Linked DNA regions of Mus musculus: regions 1, 3, 4, 5 and 6 are each linked to region 2. Evidence: chromatin contacts called from public promoter capture Hi-C data. All regions are on one chromosome and are shown on one strand. The core of a region is the stretch at or near the end of the contact, and the rest is flanking DNA. Distances in the headings are between cores, read along the strand shown. Region 1 holds the start of Eid2b (EP300 interacting inhibitor of differentiation 2B). Region 2 holds the start of Zfp790 (zinc finger protein 790). Region 3 holds the start of Gmfg (glia maturation factor, gamma). Region 4 holds the start of Hnrnpl (heterogeneous nuclear ribonucleoprotein L). Region 5 holds the start of Sirt2 (sirtuin 2). Region 6 holds the start of Dll3 (delta like canonical Notch ligand 3).

Region 1 (3,390 bases), core at 527-3,026, 1.5 Mb before region 2:
ACTCACAGAGCTCCTCCTGCCTCAGCCTCAAGTGCTGATTGAGCCCAGAGCAGCACCACTGAGCTACACTCCCAGGCAGTACGAGTGCATCTCCCACAGTATATACATAGTGCCAGAAGACAGCTTGCAGGAGTTGGCCTTCCTCCCACTCTGTGGGTCCAGGGGATGCAACTGAAGACATCCTCAGCATTACCTGCTGAGCATCTCGCTGGTCCTCTAACCCTAGGCTTATTTTTACTTTGAGTCATGGTCTTAGTTGCCCAGACTGTCCTTGAAGTCTGTAGCCCAGGCTACCCTTGAACTTTTTCGGCATTGGACACCTAGGTAGCTGGGGTTACAGGCTTGAGCTCCAGATGCGAGTGTTGGGGACAGCATTGACAGGTTGGAGACATGTGGCCTCTGGGTTCCTCAAAGGCACGAGAAGGCAGGTGCAGAGTTGATTACGTGGCGGAGATACAGCTGCATTTCAGACTCTTAGCACACTTTTCACATTAGCCCAGGCTGGCCTAGAACTTGCCAAGTAGCCCAGGACGAACATAATCTCATCTTCCTGCCTCTACCTCCCAAAGACTGGGATTGCAGCTGTGCTCCACCACGGGTAGCCCTCTTGTTTTCTGAGATTATCGACAGGCAGTGGCCACCCTAGGAGATTCAACAGTGTATTACACTCAAGTAAGGGAAGTGCTGCCACTGCGTGGGGGAAAGAGGCATGGAAGTGCCGAGAGAAACGGCTACACCAACCGTAACGAGCAAAAATGAAGAAAATATGCCAGCAAGATGGATCACTAGGTAGAGGCATTCACTTGCCAAACCTGACAACCTGAGTTTGGGTCCACATGGTAGGATGGAACTGACTCCTAAAAGTTATCTTCTGATCTCCATACACCTGCCGTGGCTCGAACTCGTGTGCGCACTCAAAGCTAAATGTGACACAGAAGCCAGAGTAGAGCACAACTGACTAGCACCTTGAGTTCAATAAGGTTGGAAGGAGAGAAGGCCACGACGTTGACCTTGACCTCCACAGCTGCACGGTTCCGACTTACACAGACACACTAAAAAACAGTCCGGAGATTAAAAGCACTTTTTCTTTCAGACAACCCAGGTTCAGTTCCCAAAACCTGTGTGGTAGCTCAAAACTACCTTGCTTCCTCCCTCCCCACCTTTCCTTCCCCCTCCCCTCTCTCTCTTCTCTGTCTCTCAGATAGGGGTCAAACCCAAGACCTTACACCCTAGGCAAGTTCTCAGCCACTGAGCTATCTCTAGCCCAGTTCACAAACACCCTGGAACTCTAGTTACCGATACCGTCTTCAGATTTTCTTAGGATCCAGACACACATATGGCTTACATATACAGATATGTAACAAAACATCCATATATGTGTTTGTTTGTTTGTTGAGACGGGGTTTCTCTGTCCTGGATCTGGCTCCAGAGATCCACCTGCTTCTGCCTCCGGAGTGCTGGTATTAAAGGCGTGCGCCGCCACCACCGCTAATTCCAGTTTTCTGGAGGCAGAAGCAGGCAGATCTGAGTGTATATATGAGTTCCAGGCCAGCCAAATGTACATGGACGCTGCCTCAAACAAGGCAATAAAATAATAATAATAATAATAATAATAATAATAATAATAATAATAATAATAATAATAAATTAAAGTATGTGATGCCGCCCCTGCTGGTTCAGAACTTGAGGCGGCCGTGGCGGTAATGGCACATGGCACCCCTAGAGGGCGATAGAGGTCCGGGCACCCGTCCTTGCGCAAGCACTTTTGTTTTCCAGGGCGCCGAGGCCCGCGCATGCGCACATCTTCACGCTGCCGCCGGAGCCGGTGCTTCTGAGGATTCAACGGTGGCAATGTCCGAGCTTCCCGGAGAGAGCAGGATCCCGGACCTGAGCCCCATGAACGGCGTCGGCGACGTCCTGCAGGTGGGACTGGGCGGAGGCAGTCCGGTCCCCGAAGCCCAGGAAGACCCGCTGGCCACAGCCTCCCAGCCCATGGCGCCGGCCCCGGGCCTGGCTCCCGGGCAGTTCCCCGGCGTGGCGGGCCTGATGGCGATCCCGCACGTCCACGCGCCGCTCCTCCTCCTAGAGCTGTACGAGCAGCGGATGTTCCAACACTATCTGCACACCAACCCCCTGATCCCCACCAGGCTGCTCCACGAAATCGAGGAGCGCCGCCGGCTGTTCGTGGAGGGCTGCAGGGCCAGGGAGGCGGCCTTCGACGCCAACCCCCCGCAGATGGACTCGCACGCCCGCGCCTTCATGCTGGCGCTCACGGCCTCCGACGCCCGCGGCCCCAACGCCGACTGAGGGGTGGCCTTCACCTATAACCTCCGAGGAAGGAGGCCGGAGGACCGGACTTCAAGGTCATCCTCCGCCATGTAGCGAGTTGGAGGCCAGCCTGGGCTACAGGAGACTGTCTTTTAAAAATAAAAAATAAAAATAAAAGATTGGTGGCCAGGAAGTCAGGTGACTCCTAGAATCAAGGGCAAAGGCAGATGTCTGGGCAAATGTCATGAGGTGGGGAATCCATGCCAGAATCCAGCCGTGGGCAGGGTGGAATGAAGCAGGCCGGGAGAGAGAAGGGCACTTGAGGCTTGAGGCTGACAAGCAAAGAGGACTCTTCTGACTTCCACCTTGTGACTGTCAGCAATCTTTCCCTCCCCTGCATTTGTTGAAAATCATGGTTGCTTCACTGCGAAGGACGATGGTTTTGCAAAGATGAAGTCTAAGAAATATCAATGAAAAAGACCATAGAAATCAGCGGAGATGCGGGAAGAAACCAGGGGATGTGCTTGCTAGATTCTGTTCCTCCCGGGTTTTACTGAGTAAGAAGAAAGCTGTAAACCACTTGGACATTTCAGAATTGAGGGTCGTCCCATCGTCAGCTGACAAGATCCATGTATCGTTACTTCTTGTGTTTGATGTTCTGTAGACGAGTTGTAAATATTCAGATAGGGAAAACCATGTATGTGTTGTGAGATGAATATTTTTCCAGACCTTGTGTAGTTGTAACCATGCGGAAATAGATGAGTGATTATTTAAATAATACAGACACAAGACTCAAATTCTGCAAAAGATACTATGGGAAGTTAAACTTATCTGCCAAATTGAAAATAGGTATCCATACAGATTTGTGTTTTCTGTAGGGTTTTTCAAACAGATTTTATAAGGCATATATGAACTGGTACCAGTCTAGTTATCCCCCAATCTTGGGTGCTGAGGATGGACCCCAAGCCTTCTTGCCCTGCTCCCATTCCTTCTGAATCAAGGTAGGGTAGGGTTTTGGCTCAGTGGTTAAAGGTGTCTGCTGCTAAGCCTTATTACTGAATTTGATCCCTGGACCCAAGAGGTGAAGGTGGAAGAATCCACACCCATTTCCTCCAAGCACCA
Region 2 (3,479 bases), core at 225-2,724:
GAGTCTACCAGCCCATGGAATTGTCCTTTGTGTTGTGAAAGAAAAGAAATCAGGTAAATGGAGGATGATAAAGGACTTAAGAGCAGTTAATACGGTACAATGAAGCAAAGATCAGCAAAGACTTGAAACCAGCAAAGCAATGCAAAGCTAGCTATACACTAGTCACTGTGGGTTGACTCCTATTTATACTCTCTCCAAATATCACATGGGTCTGCATCACCTGACATTTCCTTAAACTTCCACTTCAGGGTACACTACAGGAATGCAGTCACAGGATGGGCCAGAATTTTCAACAGGAGGAAAACAAGCCACATCTTGACAAAAGTAAAGGGATGTCAGGAAATCATAAGCTACAGGACAGAACTCGGGAATTAAAAAAAAAAAAAAGTGTGACACACACTAGGCTCTTGTAGATGCATATTCAACCATTTCAGAGATCATTTTGGCCCAACAGCCATAGCACCTATCAAGAAATCAGAGAAGCCTAGGGGCTTCCTATGCAATGGAAACACCAGACAAAAGTAGGGTGACTGTAGATAAGGACAGAGTCTACCCCCAGGATGTGACACAAGTCCCCTTGGCTGGAGTCACAAAGGTACAAAGTTGCCTCACCTATAGTGACTCTCCAATTAATCCCACACCACGGGGACACAAAAGCTATGGGTGCCTCAAACGAAAATACAATCCACCCCACACGGAAGCCTTAACAGGGAGAGCCAATCACAGTCACTGTTGCCCCCACCCTCACCTTACCTCTACCGAAATTAGAAAAGGTCCACTGGGAAGCAGTCACACCTCAGTCGGTCACCTCACACGCTCCCAAAGTTAGGCAAATGCTCACAAACACAAAAGCCCAGGGACCTCACACTCGAGGGACCTCACACTGGTAAAAAAAAAAAAAAAGCATGGCACAAAACGGTCACACAGACTCCAGCCACACACACAATGGATGCGATCATACTCACCAATCAAGGAATCCTCTCTGCCTCCATATCCCCTAGACTACCACCCAGACACATGATAACAATTCTACACAGCTCCGGATCTCCCGGAGTCAGCTTCATTGCACTGCACAGGATGGTGCATCCAAACCCTTGGCACCAAAGGCGTCTCATTATCCCTAAAGTTCTCCCCAAACCTGTCAGGAGTACCCTGCCCACTCCTTAAAAAAGGCTCCCAGGAGAGGGAAATACAACGCCTGGAAATGTCAGGGGCTGAAAGCTGTGGCCTGAACAACAGATACAAAGTGTTCGGCTATTCGTCGGAATCGTGAGGAAATCCCAGCGGTGAAAGACTTCATAGACCTAGATCAGGCTCCTCGACCCAGCACTATCTCAGCACTGCGAGTTTCCAGGGAACCGAGGTATTCTGGGAAATGTAGTTCAAGGCCGTGCTGGTGACCGGAGGCGCATGGCTCGAGTAGGCTGAGTCATCCAATCCCCAGGCGGAAATCTGTCTAAGGAGGCTGTTCCGAATTCGACTTCCTGCTGGAAGTTGGGGCCACAGACCGGAATGTAGGACCCCAGCGCTAAGACCAACCCAGCATTGGCAGTCTGACCAAGAGGAAGCCTCGTCCTGTAGGTGCAAGAGTACGCAATGACAGCCCTGAGCGTGTGTGAGAGAAAGCATAGGGAGGTTAGATTGCATGCGCGGCTGGATCTGGGAGGAGTTGGACGGCAGAGAAACTGCGAGGTAAGGAAAATGAGCGTGAGCAAGAGTTGGGCTCGAGCTGTGGCGCTTTGTGAGTGGAGCGAGCTGTTGTGGGGAGGAGACATTGTATGCGGATCGAATGGTTCTTGGGGATTGGGTCTCGACTGGATGGATCCCTGTACAGGAGTGGCTGAGATTATAGAGATAGCGGAAGCTTCCTAAATCTCATTTTCTTTTCAAATTACGATTAGTAAGTGCGGTCTTCTGGAGTGTCTGTGGGAGGGAAAATGTATAGCTGATAATAACTAATTAGCATTGTTATTTTTCTGTAAGTTAATTGTGCGGCGTAGGCAATCTACAGGCAATATAGCCGACTTTTTATTTTTAACACAGTGTTTTGTCAGTCGGGGTGGTTTTTTTTTGGGGGGGGGCGTTATTAACGCTCAGGGTACCCCAAGCAGACATCGTCCCTTCTCTAGAGAGTTCCTGAGGAGACACAGGTAAGGTTTGATTTTGAGGCTGGCTTGCAATTCTCTTTATAACCAAGGTTGACCTGAACTCCAGATCCTCTTGTCAAGTGGTTTCTGTTGGTTTGTTGTTTAGACAGGATCTTGCTGTTTAGCCCTGGTCACCCTTCAGAGGCCGTCCTCCTGACTTTCAAGGTCTGGGATAACAGGTGTGAACTACCATGCCCTGCTCCAGAAGGTGATAAACGGAAGTTTATTACAGAGAGCAGCATCACCATGATTAAAACAAGCTGCACACAGTACTTAAGAGCCAGTGGGACACAGCCATAGAGGTGTGTGTCCATATCAGCCAGAGTCAGTGGACACAGCCACAGCGGTGTGTGTTCATATCAGCCAGAGTCAGTGGACACAGCCGCAGCGGTGTGTGTCCATATCAGCCAGAGTCAGTGGACACAGCCGCAGCGGTGTGTGTCCATATCAGCCAGAGTCAGTGGACACAGCCACAGCGGTTTGTGTCCAGATCAGCCAGAGTCAGTGGACACAGCCGCAGCGGTGTGTGTCTATATCAGCCAGAGTCAGTGGACACGGCCACAGCGGTGTGTGTCCATAGCATCCAGAGTCAGTGGACACAGCCGCAACGGTGTGTGTCCAGATCAGCCAGATTTAGAAGGTAAATGTCATCTCATTTCTTTATCTGAATTAAATAGAAACCTCAGTACCATAAGCCTGCCCCATTCCCTTTCTGTTTTTGAGACAGGGCCTCTCTATGTAGCCCTGACTAGCCTAGGACTTACTATTTAAATACATACTCATAGTGAACTCAAAGATTCATCTGCCAATGCTGATATTTCAGTTGTGGGCCACCATGCCTGGCATGCATGTATATATGTACACATATATGTATACATATATATGTATCTATATGTGTGTATATACACACACACACACACACACATATGGTAGCATCATTAAAGACCAAGCACAGTTGTCAAGTGGTAGTTTTTGTTTTTGAGATAGGCTGTAGCTTACGCTGGTCTCAAACAGGATACATGTCAGTTCAGAGTCTAGGGCTGAACCCGGACCCTCCCAGCTCCACTCTCCAAGTGCTAGCTAGGGCTGTGGGGGAGCCCCATCACACCCTTCCAGTGAGTTGGTATTTGATTTAAAATTCAAGTCTTGCATCATCCACTCTCAGGTAGGGAGATGATAACTTCACTGAACTGGATGCAGCCTAGTTGAGCAAGAGACTGCTGGACAGAACCATGAAGGAGTTCTAAGCTCAGTAGCCGAATGAGAACCATGCCTGGCACAGATGCCCATTGAGGGGCTGACACCATTGAAGTGCCTTCAAGACTTCCTCAT
Region 3 (3,378 bases), core at 577-3,076, 1.4 Mb before region 2:
CTTTCTTTGCCTATCAAATTCTAAAATTAAAGAACTGGCTCTGTTTTGTTGTTTTTGACAAAAAGCTGAGCTATGTAGCTCAGAATGGCCTGCAGGTCCCCATCCTCCTGCTTCTGGCTCCCCAGTGCTGGAATTGCAGGCACACATCATCGTGCTCAGCTAGAATCTCCTGTGTCCTTTTACATTTCTCATTAGAGTTTATTTGTTTATGTTTGTGCATGCATGAACACGCCACGTCCCACTTGCGGAGGTCAGAGGACAATTTGTGGGAATCAGTTCTCTCCTTCCATGTGGGTTCAAGGAATGAATTCAATTTTTCAGGCTTGGTAGCAAGTACCTTTACCTTCTGAGCCACCTCACCGGCCCTATTTTGGTCTTTTGGTATGCAGTGTCTCTGTGTAACACTGGCTCTTCTGGAGTTCACTGTTGTCACCTAGGTTGGCCTCAGACTTGGCAATCCTGACTGCTGGAAGATATCTATATCTATCAATGTATATTATGTATTATGTTATATAATTAATAAACATTGCAATTATATTTAAATTGGGGGCTGGAGAGATGGCTCAGCAGTTAAGAGCACTGACTGCTCTTTCAGAGGTCCTGAGTTCAATTCCCAGCAACCACATGGTGGCTCACAGCCACCTATAATAAGATCTGATGCCCTCTTCTGGTGTGTTTGAAGACAGCTACAGTATACTCACATAAATAAAATAAATTTTAAAAATTTAAAAATTAAAAAAAAATTATATTTGAATTGTATAGATTTAATTAAATATATTTAGTTATATATTTATAATTATATTATATACACATATATAATAGTATATAGATGTATATATAAACATACATATTACATATATATACTTATTACATATACATACTTATTACACACACATGTATTACACACACATATATATATACATATAATAAGCTGTAACTGTTTGGGCCTTTTCTATGCCTACCCTTGCTCCCAAATAACACAGAGACCATTATATTTATTTAATAGCTTTGGCCTTAAGCTAGGCGTGTTCCCAAATAGCTTGTAACTCAATTATTCCATTTATACTAATCTAAGTTCTGCTATGTGACTTGTTACCTCTCCTCGGTTTCATACAGTCCATTTCCTCCATGTCTACCACGATTGATTCTTTTCCAGAGTTGCTTTCTCTGTCCAGAAGTCCCACCTTGCTCTTCTGCCTTTTGCTATAGGCCATAGGCTTTTTATTTTAACCTATCAGAGGACACCTGAGGTAGGCAAGGAAGGACAGAGACACATCTTGACACAGTATACAAAAACATCACTCCAACAATAGGCCACCATTTTCATGGTAGCATTTATTAATTTTTGAGACAGGGTTTCTCTATGTAGCCTGTCACTGCTCTAGAGGCAGTGGGACCTGGGAGAATGGAGTTAGTAGAATGGTTGAATTTAGCAGTGGGTGACAGCAAACTTTAATCCCAGCACTTGGGAGACAGAGACGGGCTGATCTTTGAGTTCAACGCCAGCCTGGTCTATAAGAGAGGACCTATACAGAGAGACCCTGTCTTGAAAAAACAAGAAAATAAAGAATAAACGTGTTTTCCACAGTACCAGACTTATTTCCTCTTTTTAGGCATCTCTATCTGGGAGATAGGTGAAGTTTTTTTCTCTTCACAGCAATCCCAGACCAGAGTTGCAAATTTAACTAGGGCCACAGTGAGGCAGTATTCGAACCCCCATCTTAGTGACTGAAAAGCCTCACAGGTTCTGACAGATGCAGGGAAGGAAGGAAGGGGAGGAGCCCTTTGTGACAGTTGTCCTAGGCTAGGCATAAACAGGATGTGGTGTTAGAGGAAAGCTTCCCCCTTTCATAGCCCATCCCTCTCAGCCTGGGGTCCCCACCCCTAGAAGACAGAGGAACTGAGAAGAGGCCTAAGGACAGAAAAACATGGTCAGAGGGCCTGGGTGACAAGGAAGGGTGAGGGGGCCGAGTTCAGGGTGACCTGGATGGAGGTCAGATGGGGGATGAAGGTCACAGGCAGGAAGGGAAGGGACCCAGTCTTGACAAAGCTTGGTCGTAGAGGTAGAGGCCTCAGGCAAGCAGATGCTTAGGTCTTTTGGAGTAATCCAAGGGAATCCTCCAGGAAGGTGGTACCTGGCCCCTGTGTGTCCCTCGGAGCTGAACTGTGTGTCTTAGTAACTGCCTCCCTATCCAGGTGTTTGCCAAAGGCCACTCATCTAGGCTAGTTTCAGCGTCTTCATTGACTTACGAAGATACTTGGGTCAGGAAAGGGGCCAGGTTAGAAGCTAAGCCGGCTCAGCTCTTCCCTGTCCCATTGGCAGTCGGACTCCCTGGTGGTGTGTGAAGTGGACCCGGAGCTAAAGGAAACATTGAGGAAATTTCGTTTCCGAAAAGAGACCAACAATGCCGCCATCATAAGTCAGTGACCTCTGCCCTCTCAAGGGTGGCACGGGGGGGGGGGCTGTCGGGGGGGGGGGAACAGCAAGGCAGGGAAGTCTGGGCTGGTGTCCCCTGGAATGGCGAGGGGTCTGTAATCTGTGTTCTATCCCTCCCCAGTGAAAGTGGACAAAGACCGGCAGATGGTGGTGCTGGAGGATGAACTCCAGGTGAGGGGCTGGGATTCTGGACATTCCAAATACAGGAAGATGTCTGGGGACAAAGTTGGGAGGGTGCGCCAGGGTTGGATCAGCTACCTCATAAACAGGGCACCGTGACACATGCTTTTCTAATGCTGGCACTCTAAGGGTGCAGAGAGAGGGACCAGGATTCAAGGTCATTCTTGGCTACAGTGTTAAGTTGGAGGCTAGCCTGGACTACACAAGACCCTGTATCAAAAAGCCAAATAAGGCTGGGTGTGGTGGCACTGACTTTTAATACCCCAATGCAAGAGATAGAAGCAGGCAGATTTCTCTGTGTGCTTGAGGCCAGCCTGGTCTACAGAGTGAGTTCGAGGGCAAAAAAAAGCCAGGTGCTTCAGTTAGGGTCACTATTGCTGTGATGAACCACTACGACCAAAAGCAAGTTAGGAAGAGAAGGGTTTATTTGGCTTACATAGCCTGAATCACAATCCACTGAGGAAAGTCAGGGCAGGAACTCAAACGTGACTGGCACCTGGAGGCAGGAGCTGATGCAGAGGCCATGGAAGAGTGCTGCTCACAGGCCTCTCGTGGCGTGGTCAAACTATTTTCTTATAGTACCCGGGGCCACCAGCCCAGGAGTGGTATACCCACAATGGAGCTATGTTCCTATATCACTAAAGAAAGTGCCCTATAAGCCGGGCGTGGTGGCGCATGCCTTTAATCCCAGCACTCGGGAGGCAGAGGCAGGCGGATTTCTGAGTTCGAGGCCAGCCTGGTCTACAGAGTGAGTTCCAGGA
Region 4 (3,499 bases), core at 252-2,751, 1.0 Mb before region 2:
CATTACAGGCTTGCAACCACTACGCCATGCTTAAAACTTATCCCAACACCCGGGGTTCTGTTCTCTGAGCCTTTACTCACATTTCAAACTTAGTACCAAGCGGATATCCGCTTTGGGAATGACCTGGTGGAAAGGTGTCACAGCACGTTTTGAAGCGGCCTGTGAGTCTTACACCGTCTCAAGACGTGTGTGTGTGTGTGTGTGTGTGTGTGCGCGCGCGCGCGTGCGTGTGGTGGGGGTGGGGGTAGATACGCGCCTTGTCTGTGCTAGGCAAGCGTTCCATTGCTGAGCTACATCCCAGAGTCTTCTTGACTCCCTAGTTTCCCCATAAAGCCTCTGGACGGGTCTGTGGTCGGGATCCGGATCCTCCGTCAGTACGTTCCCTGTCTGCTTGCTCCCCGGCGGGCACTTGTCGGCGTTGCAGCTCTCGGGCTTCGCAGGACCCTGGGAGGAGACAATCGCTTCAGAGCAGTCTCCAAGTAGCGAGTCTAAGCCACAGAGCACTCTGGAGGACGCAGGGTGCTCAGTTGCCAAGTGCGAACCGAGTTGAACTATAAAGATCTACCACCATGACTGAATTTAGAGTGAAATGACGGTGCCTGCCAGGGTCCAAAGTCACATGGCAATCAATGAGTGTTTTATTAGTGAGAAGTGCTCAGATTTGAAGGTTCTTTTAAAAATAATAACCTCCAGCTTAGGATAGGGTAGAGGTGAAGTAAACGTTCTAATGGGTTATAGCTGCTGCAAATTGTTGTCTTGCTCTAGACTTCCGGAGCTTGCAAACAACAGACGCGCGAAAGACCGTTCGGGTACTCGAGTAGTTGTATCCCTTAAAGTCACCTCTTCTATTGAAGCCCCCCCCCCCCCCCAAAAGTACAGGAGCGCATGCGCTCTCTCGGGACCGGTTCCTAGATTGCGCCACAGAGAGCCTACGGGCTCTCCTTTTTCACCAATCAGAAGCTATCAGTCGTCCTATACCATCTGGCAATAGGGCATTCTTTCCACTCTTCATTGACCAATCGAGTGTTGACGTACGAGACGGGCACCTGGGGGAACAATTGTAGGAACACAGAAGGGAAGGCCTTTCTTGTATCCCAGCGGAGTGGCGCGGGAAGATGGTCGTTGTGACTGGGAAACGCAAGGATTTCAGAGTGACCGATTAGCTAGGAAACCAATGAGAGCGGGAAGGAGGCGGAGCTTCGGAGGCCCACTTCCATTTACTGTTTGTGGGAAGGCGGAGCGATCCCAAAAATCTGGCCTATTAAATCAGAGTTTATTTTAAGGAGGTGGGGCCTGGCGGAATGACTGGCAAGAAGCGTTCACCTATAAGGAGTGCGATTGGCGAACAGAGGCGGTCTTTCCAATAGAACGGCATGCGTCCTATCCAATAGAAATGAACCGTGAGGAAACTTCCCCTCCCCCCAAGATAGGGCCAGTGGCTCCCCCTATCGGGTGGGGGCGGCGAGTGACGGGCGTGTCCCTCCCCCAATGAGAGGCGGGGGGAGGCGGGTTCTGCGCCGCCATGTCGCGGAGGCTGCTGCCCCGGGCGGAGAAGCGGCGTCGGCGGCTCGAGCAGAGGCAGCAGCCGGACGAGCAGCTGAGGCGGGCGGGAGCGATGGTGAAGATGGCGGCTGCGGGCGGCGGAGGTGGCGGTGGTCGCTATTACGGCGGCGGCAACGAGGGAGGCCGAGCCCCTAAACGGCTGAAGACTGAAAACGCCGGCGACCAGCACGGAGGCGGCGGCGGCGGAGGCTCCGGGGCGGCGGGCGGCGGCGGCGGGGTGAGGCTGGGGCTTTAGACTCCCGGAAGGAAGGGGAAATTTCGTACTTTAAAAAGCTATTTATTTTTCACAGGGGGGAAAAATCTCTGCGCAGGCGCTGCAGCCCTCGCGCTTTTTTGGTGGGTGGGGGAGGGGCAGGCGTTGGGCAAACGGCGGGGTTTGCGCGAGGACAGGCGCTTGCGCGTGCGCACAATCCGAAGCGGGGCTTGAGGGGGCGGAGGAAGCGGCTGGCTCTGCAGGCACCGCACTGCGCAGGCGCCGCGGGCCGGCATGTGGGGGGCCTAGGCACGCGGTCGGGCCGTTTTTTTTTTTTCTCCTCACTTCTTTATCTTTTTTTTTTTCCTCTTCTTTCCGTGTCCCTATGCGCAAGCGCGTTTCTACAACCACAGCCAGCGAGCGGGAAGCGGGTGGGCGGTGGCCTGACCGAGTCGCCCCGTCGCAGTTTTAATCATGGTCGTTTCCATATAGAAGTTCACTTGATGAAATTATAAAATTATAATGCCCAGATTAAACTGTTTAACTTCTTTTACTGTGTGCATTGAAAAACGGAAGACGATTTGTGAAAGGCAGATTTAACTTTGGGAATTGAGCCAAGCTTAGAAATTATCACTCGATTTGCTTAGGGCTCCAGGATTGGGGCATTTATAAACTAAACTGTATTATGGTCCTGTGGCTATGCATAGAGTCTTTCAGCCTATTTAGTCTTCTGAAGGTCACAATTATGGTGTCTGGGTTAGGATGCAGTTTGCATTCCTTTTAAAAGTTTATTATTAAAGTCCTTCCGGTGGGCACGGAGTCACAGGCCTTTAATCTCTTTGGTTTGAGGCCAGCCTCTTATGCATAGTTAATTCCAGGACAGACAAGGCTGTGAGACTTATCAAAAAGCCAAACAAACAGTGCCCTCTTGATGAGGCTGCTGCTCATGCATTTATCAGCTTCTCCCTGTTGTTACAGTGTTAGGTTTCTCAAGGATTTGGAAGACATTTTAGTTGAGTCTGGTAAGTTAACTGCCAAGCTAGACAACGGGAGCCCATGAGGTGGAAGGAGAGAACAGACTCCAAAAGGTTGTTCTCCGAACATCTCATGGGCTGTGTGGTGAGCCTTACCCCCACCCTAATCATTTAAGGTGAGAGGTACCTCACATTCGGTGTTGGTCCTCTGAGATGGGGACTTTTATGGACTCCCTTTACAAAGCAGGAAAGACACTGGGTAAATTAGGTTGAGTCTCACCAGTGACAAACAGAAGTAAGATTAGAACTCAAGGTTGTGGAAGGCAAACCTCAACTGGAAATGGCTGGGAAGGGTGTGCCTTGTGTGGTTCACTAAGAACCCACTAATATGCATAGGTTTCTGCCCAGTAGTGTTCGGGGCATGGGCCACAGTCTAGAGAGATGGAGGAGGACGTTCTCTCCAGAGCTCTAGAAACTGCCTGTGTGTGATTGTGTGAGTGGAGGAGCTGTGGAAAATGTTACAGGTTGGGATAGCAGTTCGGGGTGGAAGACCTTGGCCTAGACAGTATAAGACAGGCAGGGCGTATTGTCCTGGAAGCCTTGTGTCCCTAAGCACTTGGTCTTTTGCCCAGACCAGACCTGAAGGTGACTTGTGGTCACAGTCTTCTTAATCAAGTGACCAAAGCTTGCCCAGCCAGAGAAAACACAAAGAAGCTAGAACACATGCAGAGTGTGGTTTTTGTTGTTGTTTTTCAAGACAGGGTTTCTC
Region 5 (3,738 bases), core at 906-3,405, 1.0 Mb before region 2:
GGGAATTAAGTGGCCGGAAGAAAAAAAAAAAAGGATTCATTTTTTTTTACAGTAGTGTTCAAGGCTAGCCTGGGCTACATAGTGAGACACTGACTTAAAAGGGGGGTGGGGTTGGAGGCTGGGAAATGTTTTGCTAAGTAAAGCACAGTGACCTTAGTTTAGAACCCACATAAGAAAAAGCTGGGTGTGATTGTAAGTATTTATAGTCCCAACACTAGGGAGGAGAACCCTGGAATGGAGCACAGTGGTGCGCGCCTTTGATCCCAGCACTCCGGAGGCAGAGGCAGGTGGATGAGTTTGAGGCCAGCTTGGTTTACATAGTGAGTTCCAGGCCAGCCACCCTGTCTCAAAGAGGAAGAGGAGGGTAGAGAGCAAGAGATGACCGCTGAGGCTCTCAGGCCAGCTAGTCTAGCCTACGTGCTCAGTGCAGCCCAAGGTTGCCCTCTAGTCCACACACACACACACACACACACACTCCCCAGGCGGGATGTAGTGATACCCACTTGGGAGCTGAAAGCAGGAGAATGAAATGTTCAAAGCTATCCTCAGCTACAAAGTAACCTCAAGGCTAGCCTGGGCTACATGAGACCGTCAAACACAAACAATCGAGAAAGGAAGGGGGAGGATAAAGAAAGCACAAAAACCAGACCCAAAGTAACCAGAGGGAAATAATAAAGGAACAGGAACCAACAAAGTAGAAAGTGAAAACTAAGGCAACTACTCCTGGCTCTTTAAGATGAGTGTTTGTTGGGTTCCCCTCATGGGTCAGGCACTGAGTCACTGGGCATACGCAATAAGCACAAAGGACAAGAAAATCCCGGGTACAATCCCTTAATGCACGCCGTCACCACAACCATCCCTTCTCCCCAGCTTATCTACTAATCAACATTTCCTACTCTTTAACCTTTTTTCAGTCACCCTCTCCTCCTTTTCCTCTTCCCTCCTTTTTGATACTGGGTCCTTCCAGGCTGTCCTCGGACTAGTGATCCTCCTGCCTCAGCCCCTCGAGTGCCAGAATGACAAGTGTGTACCATCACACTCAGCTAAACTAAAACCAGGGATTGGAAGGTGGTAGTTTGGGAGAAGCATTTGGCTAACAGATGAATCTAGCCTCATAGAATAGAGTTTCTACATCTTATGTAGCTCTGGCTGGCAGGGAACTCAATCAGGTGGCCTCAAATTCACAGAGATCCACCTGCCTTTGCCTTCCAAGTGCTGTGAGAGCCATGACACCCACCAGCTCAATTTCTTAACTGCAGGGTCAATACTGGACGTGTCAGCTTCAGAGACTCAGGGCCAAGAACTAGTTTTGAAATCAAAATCTGGCTTATACAAGAATAGCCAAAGACCAAAGACTACATCTGGAAGTAAGAGGTAAGAAGATGTGGGAACTAGAGTGGTCGGAAAGGTTCAGATCCGATTTGGGGATCAGGAGCTCAAATTTATAGAGTTCAAAAAAGGTGAGACACTTGACTGTGTGAAAGCGTACCAGTCTCACAATTTAGTGTTTGGGGGTTAAGGGCCAGGAAGTCCAGCATCGGAAATCAAGAGTTAGGAACGAGACGATACGAAGTCACAGGAATCGTAGGCTAAAGGGGACTCAGGTAAGATCCCAGGGCTCAGTCTAGTAATTTAAGGTTTACTCACGTGTCCCCATCCTCAGTGACGTAGCCAAAGACTAAGGGCGCCCACGACAGCTCTGGGCCAAGCTCTGCGCCCAGACCTGGTCCTCCGGGAGCCGCTGCGTCGGGACCTAGAGAGCCCAGGCCGCTGTCGCACCATTCATCGGCATCCGCAGTTTTCCCCAAGCACGCGACCCCGGCCATGGCCCCAGCCACCTCGGGTGGCCCCCTGTGGTCGCCTGCCTGTCGCTGGGCTCTGCGATGAGCTCCAGTGCTTCCGCCCTATCGGGAATTCCCCAACACGCCCCCTCATATACCCAATCAAAATGTTTTAAATAGCTACACCCCGCCCCTGTACTGCACCACAGCCAATCAGAAAAATGAGGTGGACATTCGCTCGCTGAGTTTCCCCACATTTTCCAGACGCCCTTTATCAATATGGCCGCCGGCGCCAGGCTTTTTGGGATTTGTAGTTTGATAACATGAGAGGCACATTGTACGAAAGCGGTTATGGGGATCGCATTGCCTGCCGGGAGTTGTAGTTCTCTATCCTATCTCGGCCTCTTCTTGTTTCCGCTGCCGTCACGGGACAGAGCAGTCGGTGACAGTCCCGAGGGCCCCCACCCCGTTCCCATGGCCGAGCCGGACCGTGAGTTAGGGGCCCTGTTGGGAGGGTGGGAGGGTCGGGCCGCGCCGGGGCCTGGCTTTGGGCTGCAGGCCCCGGGGCCCGAGGGTAGGCTCGGTGGGGCGGGAGACAGGATCTACCTGAAGGGAGTGGGATTCGGAGGGGTGTTGCTAAGTGGTCCGTATTACTAGGTTGGTTGGTTTCTGGATTGTGAAATGTAAGGGTCCGATTGTCAAGTTCTTAATGATCGCATTTCTCGTACTTTGGCTGCTGAGGACCCTCGTTGCTAAGGACCAAAGTTACCACTATCCCGGTTGCTAAGGTTGTCTGTTGTTAAGGGCAACTGTAGGATGGGTTCCGGGGACCCCTGTGGCCCCTTACTATCTCATTCCTTCAGTTCTTGTGCCTCTCCTAAACCTCCTACCTTCACTGCATCTCCTCTCCCACACTCAACTCTCAGCAGAAGTATCCCTACTTACGTCTCTTGAAAAACTTAGCCCTCCCTCATTCTCTCGACTCGCACATGCTACCATATCCTGCTTAACTCTGAAACCTTCCTTCAGTCCAGTCTCGCCTGCTTTCTCCTCCTAAAGATTCCCCTCCTCAGCCTTTTCACGTCACACATACCTCCACTCTAAAATATGCCTTTTCCCATCTCCGATAGTTTTACTACCATCCCTGACTCTGAAATAATTAGGTTGGTGGGTCCTCTTGTCCTCCACCATTGTGAGCCCTTCTGCTTAACTCTTTCCCCGCACTGTAACCACGTCTGCTCCCCTCCTCCCCAGCCTCTGACCCTCTGGAGACCCAGGCAGGGAAGGTGCAGGAGGCTCAGGTGAGATGGGGAAGGGGTGGAGGGAAGGAGAGACTTGGTTCCACGTGCCGCACTGGGGGGAGGTGGCAAGGGAAGGCTTTTACCCAAGGGCCCTTGGCTTATGGCCCTGATCCCCAAGCCCATCTGGGGATTAGTACAATCTCCTGGGAGAATGGTGGCTTCTTGGGACTGTCAAGGAAAATGTATAGCCTCAACCCCTGGTTCCCTTCCATATCGTCCTCGTTTCCTACTGTTGCCCATCCCATCCTCAGCCCCTTCTGAACCTCATTTGTGCTGGACCTGAAAGAGACGGTTTTCCAGTTCAATCCGCAAACTCAGATCCTATGAGGTGGGGGAAAGGACCCTATAGGGCACGTTATAAAAGTATCGAAGCTGGGTGTGGTGCCAGCCCCCTGTAATGCCAGCACATGGGGGGGGGCAGGGGAGGGGGGAAGTGAGGTAGGAGGATGGAGAAAGGAGAGGCAGCTTGGGCCATATGGTGAGACCCAGTCTCAAAAAAGGAGGGAGGAAGGGAGAGAGCATACCCCTGGAGTACCGGGCAAACTCTGTGGGTCAGAGATTATAGAAGATTCTAGCCAAACTCTCCCCTGGTGGAACCCACAAGCTGATCTAGGAACAAGACCAAGATATAGTCACAGTGTCGTATAAGTGAAGTG
Region 6 (3,666 bases), core at 179-2,678, 1.5 Mb before region 2:
GGGAGCCAGGAGCATTTTGGTCTCATTCTGGATACGCCATTGTGCCAAGTGTGTTTGCACATACCTGTAATCCCAGCGCTCAGGAGGCTGAGATAGGAGGGTTTCAAATATGAGGTTAGTTTGGGGTATCTAGCAAGACCCTGTCCAAAAGGACATACTAAGGTGTTCCCATCTACAGGTGAGGAAATAAAATATGGAAAAAGTTCCCAACAATGTCTACATTTCAAATACGGGCCCTGATTCTTTTTGAGATGTGCAGGGTACAGGGATGGGGACCAGGATTCAGTAAGTGACCTGATGTCCCAACCAAAAGAACTAAGGCTGGAAACATGAGAGATTAGGTGACCTCAAGAAAGTGCTTGAGAGGAGCCCCAGGTCCAAAGAAGAGATCTAGAATAAAGACAAAGACCCCAACTCGACTTGCTATTGCACCCCATAACTCCAGCACTTGGGAGATGGGAGTGAGTGAAGACAGGAGGATCAGGAACTCACGACCAGATTTAGCTACATAGTGAACTCAGAGACAGCCAGGCTTGTCTCTAAAAATACAAAACAAAATACAAACAATAACAACAAAACAGGATGAGAAGAGGATTCACTGGGTAAAAAACACTTACTGAAAACCTTAGTCCAACCCCCTGGGTCCCACATGGTAAATAAAGGGCAGAACTGAAATTGTCCACATATCGCTGTAAAGCGTATTCGTGAGTATAACACACACACACACACACACACACACACACACACACACACACACACACACAACCACAAAAAGATGAGAAGCCCAGTTTTAAGACATCCCTGAAGAGAATAGCGGAGGGGGTCTGGGAATGTGGGTTTCGGAGAGGAGGGGGTAGTAAAGGCTCTGGGGCACGGGATGGTGTCGGGAGCTGGGGGGGGACAGAAAGAGGTGGAGGTTGGACTCACCGGCCAAGCATCGCGGAAGGGCACACGTACGAGGCCATCAGGCAGCGGCAGGGCAGCCGCTGACTCTCCGGGGTGCTCCGTATAGACCGGGACGCTCGTGCTCAGTGCTGCGCCCAGGGCGCACAGGGACTCGGTGGCCTCCTGGGAGACTCCGGGCTTCAGGCAGACCCTGAAGAAGAGGCGGCAAGGGCCTCGGGCGTTGCAGGGGGAGCGTGGGGTCCCGAGGCCTGGGCCTGGCCCGAAAGAATGAATTTGTAGCTCGAAGACACCAGCTGGCAGTGCCTGGGACAGAGAGGGCCACAAGGTTAAGGGACCTAGGTATCTGTGTGCCCCATGAAAGTCTCTAAGACCTCCAGGTCTCGGCCCAACCCCATCTGTTCCTTTCCTTTCTGTATCTGACCTGAGGAAGAAGAAAAGCCAGGATCAGCGTCTGGGAAAGCGGAGACACCTGCAGAGAGACCATTGCTTTGGGGGACAGGATGGGGAAATAGTCTCAGGAGTCGCAGCTGCTGGATGCCGGAGTCTTATATTTGAGGGGACGCTCCGCCCCTTCAGGCCAGTCTTTTAGCTACCGGCCGAGAGGGGTCCCAGGGAAAGGGATACAGTAACTCTATGTGGGCGACTTGGTGAGGTTCATCCTGAGTGTGATTGCATGCGCCAATCTGAAAGCGGCAGGGGTTAATTTCTAAGATACTGTGCGTACTGAAGTGGGAGAACGGAAATACAGGTGCATTCCTCTCTATCATGTATGTACTTATGTGAGCTCCTGTCCGCTGTGGAGGACCCTATGAACCCATGAGTGCAGTGAATGCGTCTCCAGCCGGCTGTGTGTGAGGTTGTGTTTCGGAGCCCCACAGAGGAGGCGGTGAGGAAGAATCCTGAGTTCTTTGTGTGGACCCCTGTGTGTTTGTGGAAGACCTCTCGTGTGTATGCATGTGTGTTTCCCCTTCTTAAAACAAAGCCCCCCCTCCGCGAAGCCAGTATCGCCACCAGACGCCAGGCTAGGATCCTGGTCTTGGAGGGGCCTCCCAGCTGTATGTAAATGTCGCCATCTGCCGGGCGGCCGTGCCCCTCCCCCTTGGGCCGCAGCTGGGCCTCCCATTTGGGCTCAGGAAGGTGTGAGAGGCAAACGGACAGGAAATTAGTCTTCAGTCTTCGGGCACCAGGGCCCCACTCTCCACCCCAGATGAATGGAGCTGCTCATCCCACCCCGGGGGGCGAGGAGGTGGGATTTCGCAGGATCCAGGCAAGTAAAACAATTTAGGTGCAGGTGCCCAGGCTAGTGTGCTGAAGTCAGACGGTGAGCAAGGCTGCAGAAACAGAGGAAACCCACTCCCCACCCCCAGTAAATACTAAGTTAATACTCAGAGCTAGTAATTTTAGGGAAAATATAAGTTGCTCCTATATCCACATTTGTCTTGTAGAGGGGAGACGGCTATAGTCCCACTAAATGTTTAGTCGAAAAAGAGGCGTGGGTGGGCATGGCAGACCTGTAATCCCAGCAGTGCAGAAGCAGGACAAACAAGAGAAAGAAGCCAGCCTAGACGACATAAAGCCTTTCTCAAAACCAATACAGGAAAATACCACAAAACCCTACCACACCTGGTTTTGCTTCACCACGAGGCAAGGTGGTATTTCCAGAGCTCTGAATCACAAATAAAGCAGACTTTAAGGGATTTCTGAAAGTCTTAGCTGTTTAGGACTTTGTTACGCACAGAAACAGAGCCCCTGCTAAGGCCTGGGGTGTGAGGAGGATCCTGGAGCAAACACATTGTGAACAGCAAAGGCTGAGGCCCTGGGACGATCATGCCTGCCCGACCAGCCATCCCAGGAGCTTTTCCTCTCACTGTAGACTCTGCTGGCACACACCTTCCAAAGAGGCGCTCCAGATCATTCCATCCGGTCTAAAACAGCATCTTCCAGCTGGTGAGATGACTTAGGCAGGGCACTTTCTGCCAAGCCTGTTTTCACCCGTGGATCCACATGGCCAGGAACTACCCCCACCACTCTTCTCTTACCGGATGCCCATGCCTACTCTGCCCCCAGACATATAAAAATATAAAACAAACAAACACCTCTAAGGCCCCAAACCACTGCTTCTCTCCTCAGTTCTCTTTCCTGTGAACACTCCTTATGCCTGTTAGGTTAGCACTCCGGCTGAGCTACCACCCCAGCCCTTGCCTAGTCTGAGACAGAGTGGCCAGCCCAAAACCCTCCACACTCCTGCCTGCCTGTTTCCCGAATAGCTAGAATTATAGTCTTATGTGTTCCCCTTTTCTCTGCCCCCATTTTTTATCTCTATCCCCCCACAACTGCCTGCCTTACATCTCCCCTGAGGGAACAGTAGGACACTGCTTCCTAGCAGCCTTGTTCACTACTGTCTTGGGGTGTGAGGAGGGGACATGACTATACACACAAACGACTCCACACAGAGAGCCCTGGAGAACAGGGCATTTGGGGTTAAATGCTTCCCGCCTCATCATATGAGCACTGTCTCAGGGCTCCTGCACCTATGTTCAATTCTCTCCTCCAGTGGGAGTGACACGAGACAGGGCTGAGGTAGCAGACTTAAGTCACATTTCAAATCCATTCTAGAAGACTGTAGGGGTACATGTTTATAACCACAGTACTCAAGAGGCTGAGGCAGGAGGGCCAATTAAGTGCAAAGCCAATTTGAGCTACATAGCAAGATCATCTCAGACATGAGGGCCCCTCCCTCAGAGGGCTCTGAGGGACCCC

Evidence for each region. Promoter capture Hi-C pulls out the DNA fragments that hold promoters and counts their contacts. Capture Hi-C pulls out chosen DNA fragments and counts their contacts.
Region 1: a contact with region 2 is called in a promoter capture Hi-C map of adipose tissue, with 3 times the contacts expected there. The contact joins the promoter of Eid2b here to the promoter of Zfp790 in region 2. A contact is called at or near these places in 1 of 39 promoter capture datasets (hippocampal neurons) and 2 of 9 other capture datasets (adipose tissue and liver).
Region 3: a contact with region 2 is called in a promoter capture Hi-C map of liver, with 2.1 times the contacts expected there. The contact joins the promoter of Gmfg here to the promoter of Zfp790 in region 2. A contact is called at or near these places in 2 of 39 promoter capture datasets (liver and pre-B cells) and 1 of 115 datasets of contacts at active chromatin or transcription factors (bone marrow-derived macrophages).
Region 4: a contact with region 2 is called in a promoter capture Hi-C map of liver, with 2.4 times the contacts expected there. The contact joins the promoter of Hnrnpl here to the promoter of Zfp790 in region 2. A contact is called at or near these places in 2 of 39 promoter capture datasets (liver and pre-B cells).
Region 5: a promoter capture Hi-C map of pre-B cells shows a contact between it and region 2, with 2.3 times the contacts expected there. The contact joins the promoter of Sirt2 here to the promoter of Zfp790 in region 2. A contact is called at or near these places in 4 of 39 promoter capture datasets (cranial neural crest, liver and pre-B cells).
Region 6: a promoter capture Hi-C map of liver shows a contact between it and region 2, with 3 times the contacts expected there. The contact joins the promoter of Dll3 here to the promoter of Zfp790 in region 2. A contact is called at or near these places in 2 of 39 promoter capture datasets (liver and neutrophils), 1 of 115 datasets of contacts at active chromatin or transcription factors (astrocytes) and 1 of 9 other capture datasets (liver).

Annotation. Positions count from the first base shown.
Region 1 is chr7:28,275,930-28,279,319 of GRCm38.p6, forward strand. It overlaps Eid2b (EP300 interacting inhibitor of differentiation 2B), which reads left to right and starts at 1,777. Exons shown (of 1, transcript NM_001177427.1): 1 at 1,777-3,390. The coding sequence starts at 1,852. The coding sequence ends at 2,307.
Region 2 is chr7:29,814,598-29,818,076 of GRCm38.p6, forward strand. It overlaps Zfp790 (zinc finger protein 790), which reads left to right and starts at 1,475. Exons shown (of 5, transcript NM_146185.2): 1 at 1,475-1,692.
Region 3 is chr7:28,439,111-28,442,488 of GRCm38.p6, forward strand. Gmfg (glia maturation factor, gamma) reads left to right here and starts at 1,827. Exons shown (of 7, transcript NM_001039192.2): 1 at 1,827-1,931; 2 at 2,324-2,420; 3 at 2,559-2,608. The coding sequence starts at 1,929.
Region 4 is chr7:28,809,389-28,812,887 of GRCm38.p6, forward strand. It overlaps Hnrnpl (heterogeneous nuclear ribonucleoprotein L), which reads left to right and starts at 1,502. Exons shown (of 13, transcript NM_177301.5): 1 at 1,502-1,780. The coding sequence starts at 1,523.
Region 5 is chr7:28,764,597-28,768,334 of GRCm38.p6, forward strand. It overlaps Sirt2 (sirtuin 2), which reads left to right and starts at 2,156. Exons shown (of 16, transcript NM_022432.4): 1 at 2,156-2,271; 2 at 3,036-3,082. The coding sequence starts at 2,256. Nfkbib (nuclear factor of kappa light polypeptide gene enhancer in B cells inhibitor, beta) reads right to left here and starts at 2,048. Exons shown (of 6, transcript NM_001306222.1): 1 at 1,648-2,048. The coding sequence starts at 1,826.
Region 6 is chr7:28,300,357-28,304,022 of GRCm38.p6, forward strand. Dll3 (delta like canonical Notch ligand 3) reads right to left here and starts at 1,429. Exons shown (of 9, transcript NM_007866.2): 1 at 1,328-1,429; 2 at 928-1,209. The coding sequence starts at 1,390.